Linked DNA regions of Mus musculus: region 1 is linked to region 2. The links are chromatin contacts, called in public HiChIP or PLAC-seq maps. All regions are on one chromosome and are shown on one strand. The core of a region is the stretch at or near the end of the contact, and the rest is flanking DNA. Distances in the headings are between cores, read along the strand shown.

Region 1 (4,001 bases), core at 758-3,257, 100 kb after region 2:
TTATCCTCCCATTAAATGTTGTCTGTTCCAGAAGGATAGTTCTGGACTCCTCACCTCTGTGAATAGTCAGGTGCCTGTGATCTAAGTAAAGTTAGAAACCTTTAGTGCACACAGTTTAATCCCCTGCAGTTGGCATGAGCTTTCTCCTCAGCACCATCTCACAGAAGCTGATAGTGAGTGTGTGACGGATTCTGCTTGCCAAGGAAGCCTGGCGGGTGTATCTATCTGCTCATGCATACTATGCCTCAGTGGCAGCTTCTTTCTCTTAGTATCTCAATGCCTGCCTTTCCTAAAGAGTGAGAAATGCTTCCCTCATCCACGGCCTGCCTTCTACCATCCTCTCCCCAGCCCAAGGAGGTGACTTAGCAGTTTCTTCTGTCATCAGCATATTAGTATTAATACAAACCTTATTTGTGTGTTGCTTTTCGCCTCATTACCCTGGTTGTATCTAGAAACAGGATGCTGAAGTGTAAGGAGGTGGGGAGTTGTGTGATGAGGAGACCCAGGGTTTGGCTTAAGATGATAAGATCAGAAGGGAGCTGGGAGTATAGCTCAGAGGTGGGTAAATCTGCATCTCCTCAAAGACAGTGTAAGGCTGATGTTCTCAGTGACAGAAAGATGCCACTTGCTGAAGAGGAGCCAAGCATTCCTTACCTAACTTTGTGGTCAGTGTTTCTTACATGTCACATAACATGATGGTAAAGTGGGATGGGCACTTTAGTACTTACACTTTGCATCTGTGTCCTCTGGGAGACTTACTTTTCAGAAAGTGAGTACTCAAATATAGTTTGAATGTGTTAAGTTACATAATTATGTGACTATAATGCTCATTTTTAGATACAATGTGTTTATATATAAAAATATGTATAGGCAAAATCCAGGTCTCAAATACATTTAGGCAAAACAACTTTCATTCTTCTCAATATAGATGTGTACAGTCTTCCTTTTTTTTTTTCCCCAGAAAATTGTTACTGTCAAAGTTAGCTTCACAGTCCTTCTTTGAAGTTCTTGAGGTTCCCACTGTAGGAGATGGGGTGTGTCCCTGTGTTGTGTGTATGCCAGACCCAGGCTTTACCACCGTGTCAGACTCCTGGCTGTGCTGCTTCCCCACACTAAATACTATGCATTTAAAGAAGCCGTGGGTACTTACTTCAGCCTCTTGTAAAGTGGGATTTAGACAGAGCTATAAGTATTTTGTGTAGCAATTTGTCATGTGGGAAAATGTGTGCTATCTTGGTTTTAGTATAGCATTGTGTCTCTTAGTTGTGACACGGAGTTGGAAGCATTTCAGTTTATTGTGATTATAAAAATGTAAGTTAGTGTCAAACTTTTCACCATCTGTTAAAGTCTCATGTAAACTGTGCTATAGAAAATGTTAAAAGTTTATAGACTAAAGCAACATGCTTTTCTTTGATACAGAATTGTAAGTTGATATAGTTTTGGTGTTCATTAATAAATGAATTCATCATTAAAGATATTGGACTCTTCAAGAGGAAAGTCTTGAATTTTTGTTGTTAACAGAGTCTAACATTTGACTCGACTCAGACATTATATAAGTCAGTTTCCTATAAGCAGTACTATAAGAGGTGCTTTTTAGAAGTATAGTTGATATCCATGCTGTCTTTCTGAAGTTTAAAGGAGTTGACTACTAGCCACCCATCCTCCCCAGAAGCAGAACTAAAGGCGCATAGTAATTAACTTTAGCAAGATCCTACGTGTAGTTCATTTAAACTTTATTATTTTCTGTTCTCCAGATGGGCTATAAGTTTCACTGTGATGCAGAAAACCTGGAACTTCCCTCTTGTGTTGGTGTCATGTGGTTCAGTTCATAGTGAAGGGAGCTGGTGAAACAGTGCGTGTTCTTGTGGAAGGGGAGGGTTAAGACAAGACTACTCTCATCCTTTCAGCATTTGCCTAACACACGAGAACTTGGGTGAATTTGTTAAATTCTCATAGCCAATCTGAGACTCTCCAAAACAAAGAAGACATGGGCACACTTTTGCTGGGGGTGAGCAGTTCAAACTCTGAAATCCTAAGATCCAGCCTGAAGAGTAGTGGGCGACTCCAGGGTGGAAGATGGTCACTTCAGTTGGGTAGATGTTGTGAATTCTATTTTGCTGTTGAGGAAATTGAGGCTTAGTCGGGGTGAAAAATGTAATGAAGTCATAGAACTGGTGGGAAGTAAGTGGTAGTTTGACTCCATATATTTCTAAGCCCAAAGTCTGTATTTGTGGTTACAGTAGCCAGTTCTTTACCATAGTAAGGAACATCCTAGTATTCCCTGAGGGGCTGCTGTGTGTGCTCACACGTGTGTACTTATGTGTCCACTCACCACCATCTTTAATCTCAACATCTTCTTTATTCACTGATGCTGGTTTTCATTTCTTATGTGTCTAATGCTTTATTCATTTTTTTCTTTAAGTGTCAACCCAGAGAAGTTAATTTCCATTTTATTTTTTTGTTTGTGAAGTATGGTAGTATATATATATATATATACAATTTCCTAGCACTTGGAAAAGTGAGGTGGAGGGTCAGGAGTTCCAAGAGCAACCTGACTATAGAGGAGTCAGAACAGAGCAGCACAAATAGTTTATGCTTGGTTTTGTGTAATTGGTAATCCAACGAATATACTTAAGTTCCTCTATAATGTTACATTAAATATTTTAAACTTTTGCTTGATTATTTATAACACTAGTCAAGAAATTATATACCAACCATAACCTACATACTCAAAGATAACTATTCAATAAAAGTAAATTTAATAAAATAATGTGTAGTCATTTAAGAAGACTGCAGGGGAGGAGGAAGCAGAAATGGACAGATAACACTCAACACGTATTGGATTTTAATATTTAATGTTAGGTTCCCTAAAAATGCCAAGCACCCTAGAGAGCATGGATACAGTCTATCCATGCCTGTGTACAACTGTACTCTCAGAGAGTGGACAAGACCTCCTGCCTCCATGGGAGGAATGGAGCTTACATAGTGGAAGCCAGTGTGGTAGGAAACAGTGGTTTCTGCTGCTCAGTCCTGTCATGTAGACACAGCCTCTGGTATCTCTGGGTAAGGATCCTGTACTGGATAGTTTCTGTTGTCAGTTTGATACAACCTAGAGTCCCCTGGGAAGGCGGAACCTCGATTGAATTGCCCAGATCTAGTTAGCCCATGGCCATGTTTGTTAGAGATCATCTTGATTGATGGTAGATGAAGGAAGGCCCAAACCTATTCTGGGCAGCTCCATCCATAGGCAGGTAGGTGTGAGCTATTTAAGAAACCTCACTGAGAATGAAGCAGTGAGAGAGGCAGAAGGGCATGGCCTAGGCTGCATTGCTCTCTGGTTTCTGCTTCGGGTCTTGGTTGAGTTCTTGCTCTAACCCACAGTGATGGCAGGTGACTTACAAGTGTAACGCCTAGAAACACTTCCCTCCCCCAGGTTGCTTTTGTCAGTGTTTCTCGTAGGCACAGGAAAGCAACCCAGAACAGAGCCATACAATACAAGATGCCACAGCAGCCTTCAGTGTGTCTGACAGGCAGTCAGTGTTGTGACAAGTGGCCTAAGGGTGACAGTCTCAATTTAACTTGCCAACTTGTCACTCGTGAATATTTAGATCTTTAGACCCCTTAGTCCCTCCCTGTTATCAGGTAATTGGGAGAGTTGGTCCTGAGGATAGAAAGTGTGGTAGCTGGGACCTCGGGCCCATGTGCGGGTTCCATTGTTCTTCCCTGGAACACAGAAACCATTTGCTTCTCTCTGGCAGGCATCTGTGTCAGCTTATCCTTAAGGAAACTGGGATCTGGGAGGTCTGTCTGTGAGACGAGCAGTATTTCTGTGTCAGGGATAGAAGGGGTCTTGTCACTGAGGTTTGTACCAGTTGTCCCTGAGTCCCTTCCCTTTGTGATCATTACTCTCTTGGTTTCAGTGCCACACATTTAACCCTCTTTCCCCTCTGCCTAGCCTCAGTGCAGCCTGATTAAAAGCTGAACGATGTGCTTTTCTTGTT
Region 2 (4,349 bases), core at 697-3,196:
TGGAACTCAAGCAGGTCAGGAAGCAGGAGCTGATGCAGAGGCCATGGAGGGATGTTATTGGCTTGCTCAGCCTGCCTTCTTATAGAACCCAGGACTACCAGCCCAGGGATGACGCCACCCACAATAAGCCCTCCCCCTTGATCACTAATTGAAAAAATGCCTTACAGCTGGGTCTCATGGAGGCATTTCCTCGAGGGAGGCTCCTTTCTCTGTGGTAATTCCAGCTTGAGTCAAGTTGACACACCAAACCAGCCAGTACATGATCAACATGGTGAACATCTGTCTCAAACAAAAATGAAATATGTCTTATTCTTAGTATGGAATCCAAATTACAGATATTTAATTTCAATGTCTTGGAAAGTACTGGATCTTGAAGTTTGGTTTATGGGAGCTGCCTCTGTGGACCAGGTCTTAATTATTTCCCTGAAGGTCTTGGGTTGAAAGGCTTGGTCCCCAGTTAATGATACTGTGGGGAGGTGGGAACTTTTGCATGTGAGACCTAGTTGGAGGAGGTTAGGTCACTGGGTATATGTCAGTGGAAGGTATATTAGGACCTCAGTCTCTCAATTCTTGCTTCTCAGATTCCATGAGGTAGTTTGCTCAATGTGGTCCCTGCCGTGATACCTTGCCACCCATTCAAAGTAAAGGACTGGGTGACCAAGGACAGAAGCCTATGGCGCCATGAGGAAATCTCTTCAAAGTTATCTGTTTCAGGCATTTCCTCATAGCAACAGAAAAGCAACACCAATTATTCCAAGCCTTCTTTATGCTAGAAATGTATGTAATCAGGATTCCAGTATTCATTAAACAGCTTATCAAACTCTCCTTGTGTTCTTAGCGTCTGGGACTGAAGTCAACTAAGTCAACTCAAGTTCCTGACACACAACAAATGCTATTATAGCAATAATTTTATTATTTACAAGGATGATTCTAGCAAGTAATTTATTTCCCCAACTCTTTTCTTTTTGATGTAGGTACCCTTTTCATAGCGAGGAACCAGCTGATAAAACACCTGCATGTGTGCCATTACCTGGGAAGTATCCACACGCAAGGCATTGCTACTGATGGTTAATTTGATCTTGCTAATTTTACAATGTTTAGGAAGGAAATTGGCAGAGGTGAATCATTAAAGATTTTATTAGAGGTGGGAGGAAGCAAATGACTAGAAGAACACAGGGTGGGGTTGAAGATGCTGGAGGCAGTGGGCTGCCACTCTGACAGCTTGACATGCAATGCTCAGAAAAGATGAAATAAGTAGAAGAGATTGAGGTCTAATTGTACTAATGTGTAAAACTTACCACTATCTATCTATCTATCTATATCATTCATATATATAATATATACATATCACGTGTGTGTATTTTTTTATTTTAATTTTTTGTCACTGCCTTATCCCCATTATACTTTGCAAGCTAGGTTCTCAATTCTCTGCCGGGAGATATCCTGACTAGTAAGGCTGAGCATCAAAGCGCCTCTCCTCCACAGGGTTTACCCAATCTCTCCTGCCTCTCCCACAGGAAGAATAAATGGATTCTTTTCAAGCCTATCCTGTGAAAGCACTTCTTTCACTGCAGACTGAGGGGGGACCCGGCTTTCCTTATTCGGTTTCCTGGACCTGCTCTACCGTCTACCACGAAAAAGGCATCCAGTGAAGGTTTGGTTAGTGAAAGCACTCCGAAGAAAGAACTTTTCGAAGTTGAGAGGGCATTTAAGGCCAAGATACTCAGAAAGAACGCCTCGCACACGTGCACTGGCTGTCATTATCTCCAGGGTCGCTCCGAGGGCGAAACGCACCCCTGCGGCGGGGCACTGGGCCCGAGAGCCGCGCGAACCCCTCGGGAAGGCCCCCCTCCCACGCCAGCAGGCGCCGGGGGCGTGGCTTTGGCCGTGGGGCGTGGCCTGCCCGCGGGGGTTTCCGCGCCCGGGGCGTGCCGGGCGGGGGACGAGGGCGGGGCTTCCGCCAGGAGGGGGCGGGGCTTGCGCGGAGAGTTCTCTGACGGCCCCAGTCAGGGAATTTCAATTTGAAACCCAGAGGAGGGTGGAGGCGGCGGGTGCGGAGGGCCGGCGGCGTCCGAGGCTGGAACGGGACGCGTTCCCGGGGCGAGCAAGCTCGAGAGGGGCGGTGTCCGGGTAAGGAGGCGAGCGGGCTGCGGAGTGGCGGGCGGGGTCCTGACACGCTGCAGGCGGGAAGCGGACCCCGGCAGGAAGCCCGGACGGCCATCCCGGGCGGGGGAGGGGGCGGCCGCGGGCCCGTCTCTCTCCTTCCCGGGCGGGGACCGCGGCGGCGTCCCCGGGCTCTCGCGCCCCGGCCCTGCCGAGGCGTGCGGCTCCATCCTGGGTGCCGGGGGCTCGCCGCGCCCTCTCTCCCGAGGGTCGCCAGACGCGGGCCCGCGGCGCGCGTGGGCTCTGCGGGAGTCGGGGAGGGAGCGCGCCCCGCCAGCCACCCAGCCCCACGCGCGCCGCAGGTCGGGCCAACGCGGGCGACCCTCTGTCCCCGCCGCCCACTGTGCGGTCTGGAGCTGAGGACAGACACCCTCGCACGTTTTCTGCGGCGAGCCTTCCAGCTCGGACACCAGGCCATCCGCCCCCGATGGCTTCTTTTTCTCGGCGCTGGCAGCTGAGGGGTGGGAGCAGTTTAGGTGAGCTGCAGGTCAGGGGCTACGAGGAGGAAATAACCGAGTCGGTGGCGTTGAGGTTGGCATCTCGGGATCCCCCATCCTCAACCCCAGACGTCTGCGGTGGACGTTAGTCATTAAATGTCCCCAGACGCCAGCCTCAGGCGGGGCCAAGTTTTATTTATTTATTTGGGGTGAAGTTAGAAGAGCGCCCTCTTCCCCCGGTGTCTTATTTTGGGGAGTGGTCTCCGTGGAGCTTCCTTACAAAATGAGGAAGCCCTTCAGAAAATCTGTCACCTGAACAGCTGTCCCTGATTTTTAAGGTTCCTGGGAGAGTGGTAGGCACGGTGGCATCTAGGGGAGTTGTACTTACATTTCCTCCTTTGGGAATCAAGATTCTCTCTGTTTCTTGAACTTTGTTGCATGTGAAATGTGGGGTGTGCAGGGCAGTATGTTCTTGTTTCTGTGATTAGCTACAAAACAAAACAAAAACGGTCTCAGTTTTCTCCACTCATTTTTCTTCAGTCCTTCCTGTCTGTCTTTCTTCTTTTCTTTTCTTTTCTTCTCTCTCTCTCTCTCTCTCTCTCTCTCTTTCTTTCTTTCTTTCTTTCTTTCTTTCTTTCTTTCTTTCTTTCTTTCTTTCTTTCTTTCTGGGAGTTCATTATCTCTGTATTCTTCATTGCCTTATCACGCTGCATTAGCAACATTTTAGTCTACCCTGTCAGACATTCCCGTGGATTTGAGGAAAACTCGATCCGTTTCTTGGCTGTGGGAGATGAAGTTTAGAAGTTGCAGTGCTTGTACAGGTTTTCCTGTGCTATTCAGTTTGTTTGCAGGCTCCTGCTGTGAGAAATCTGGTTTGTCTTGCAGCCCCTGGTGGGCTGCCTTGCAATGTTATCCTGGATCTTGGTAGGCACCAGCAGCCCCCTCAGGTTGCTAGTTTGACATAACTTTGAGAGAGAGAAAGGCTATGTCACCTGTTAGGGCTAGGGCGATCATTTCAATAATTTGGTTTGAGAGCCACCATCAAACCTCAGAGGTCTTTGTACCCTTTGGAGAGCTGGAGGAGTTGAAGTAGTGGTGTGAAGTTTGCCCAGTTTAATCCTATTCTGTGTTCTCCACTTCTGAGGCAGAATTCCCATTGAAGTCAGCAGTGGTCTTGCTTGCAAACTGCCTATTGAGAACAAGAGGCTGCTCATTAACAGGAGAGGACGGTCCCCTCTCCTTTAAAACAATCCCCTGTAAGAAGGATCTAGTCCTAACAGTTCTTCACTCATTTACCTCTAGTAGAAGTAGGACACTGTGTGCAAGAAAAAAAAAAAGTGTGGCTGGATTGAGCCATCAGCTCTCTTGAAGTCTAATGAGAGGGAGACTGTTAAAAGGAATCCAAAGCTCAGCTGTTATTTAACGCCGTGCAATAGATTTTCAGTGATACGTTTCTGTGTAAGAAATGTAAGCTGCTGTGGGATGTTTTACGGTAACTGATTATGGATCTTTAAAATCCGAATTCTTAGGTCCAATTAGAAAGAAGCCCATTTGGAGCTTTCCAGGAACGGATGCCCACCCCCACCCCAAAATAACTGCAGACAGAAAAATAAGGGACCTCGGAAGTTTGCTATACCTGGAGACACGGCTTTAGGACATTTTGTTTGTGTGCATTTCATGTAACGTGTGAGTCTGGGCGAGAGGGACCGTGTTTAGGTTTGTGAGGACTCAGCTGACCTGAGTTGGTGA

What was found. HiChIP or PLAC-seq counts read pairs in DNA pulled down with a chosen protein or histone mark.
Region 1: a contact with region 2 is called in an H3K27ac HiChIP or PLAC-seq map of microglia, with 4 times the contacts expected there. The contact joins the enhancer-like site here to the promoter of Epb41l2 in region 2. A contact is called at or near these places in 8 of 39 promoter capture datasets (the 3T3-L1 cell line, the C10 cell line, the HPC-7 cell line and 3 more), 8 of 484 Hi-C or Micro-C datasets (cerebral cortex, cochlea, conventional dendritic cells and 5 more), 13 of 115 datasets of contacts at active chromatin or transcription factors (the NIH/3T3 cell line, bone marrow-derived macrophages, cardiomyocytes and 9 more) and 2 of 9 other capture datasets (adipose tissue and liver).

The regions. Positions count from the first base shown.
Region 1 is chr10:25,462,669-25,466,669 of GRCm38.p6, forward strand. All of the region lies in intron 4 of Epb41l2 (erythrocyte membrane protein band 4.1 like 2), which reads left to right. Among named protein-coding and RNA genes, the nearest start is that of Smlr1, 72 kb to the right of the region's middle. Within about 2 kb of position 2,008, at least 12 of the 459 cell types and tissues checked have an H3K27ac peak or open chromatin away from gene starts, as enhancers often do. A contact at or near this core is called in bone marrow-derived macrophages and microglia, where this site is marked.
Region 2 is chr10:25,357,852-25,362,200 of GRCm38.p6, forward strand. It overlaps Epb41l2 (erythrocyte membrane protein band 4.1 like 2), which reads left to right and starts at 1,947. Exons shown (of 20, transcript NM_001199265.1): 1 at 1,947-2,130.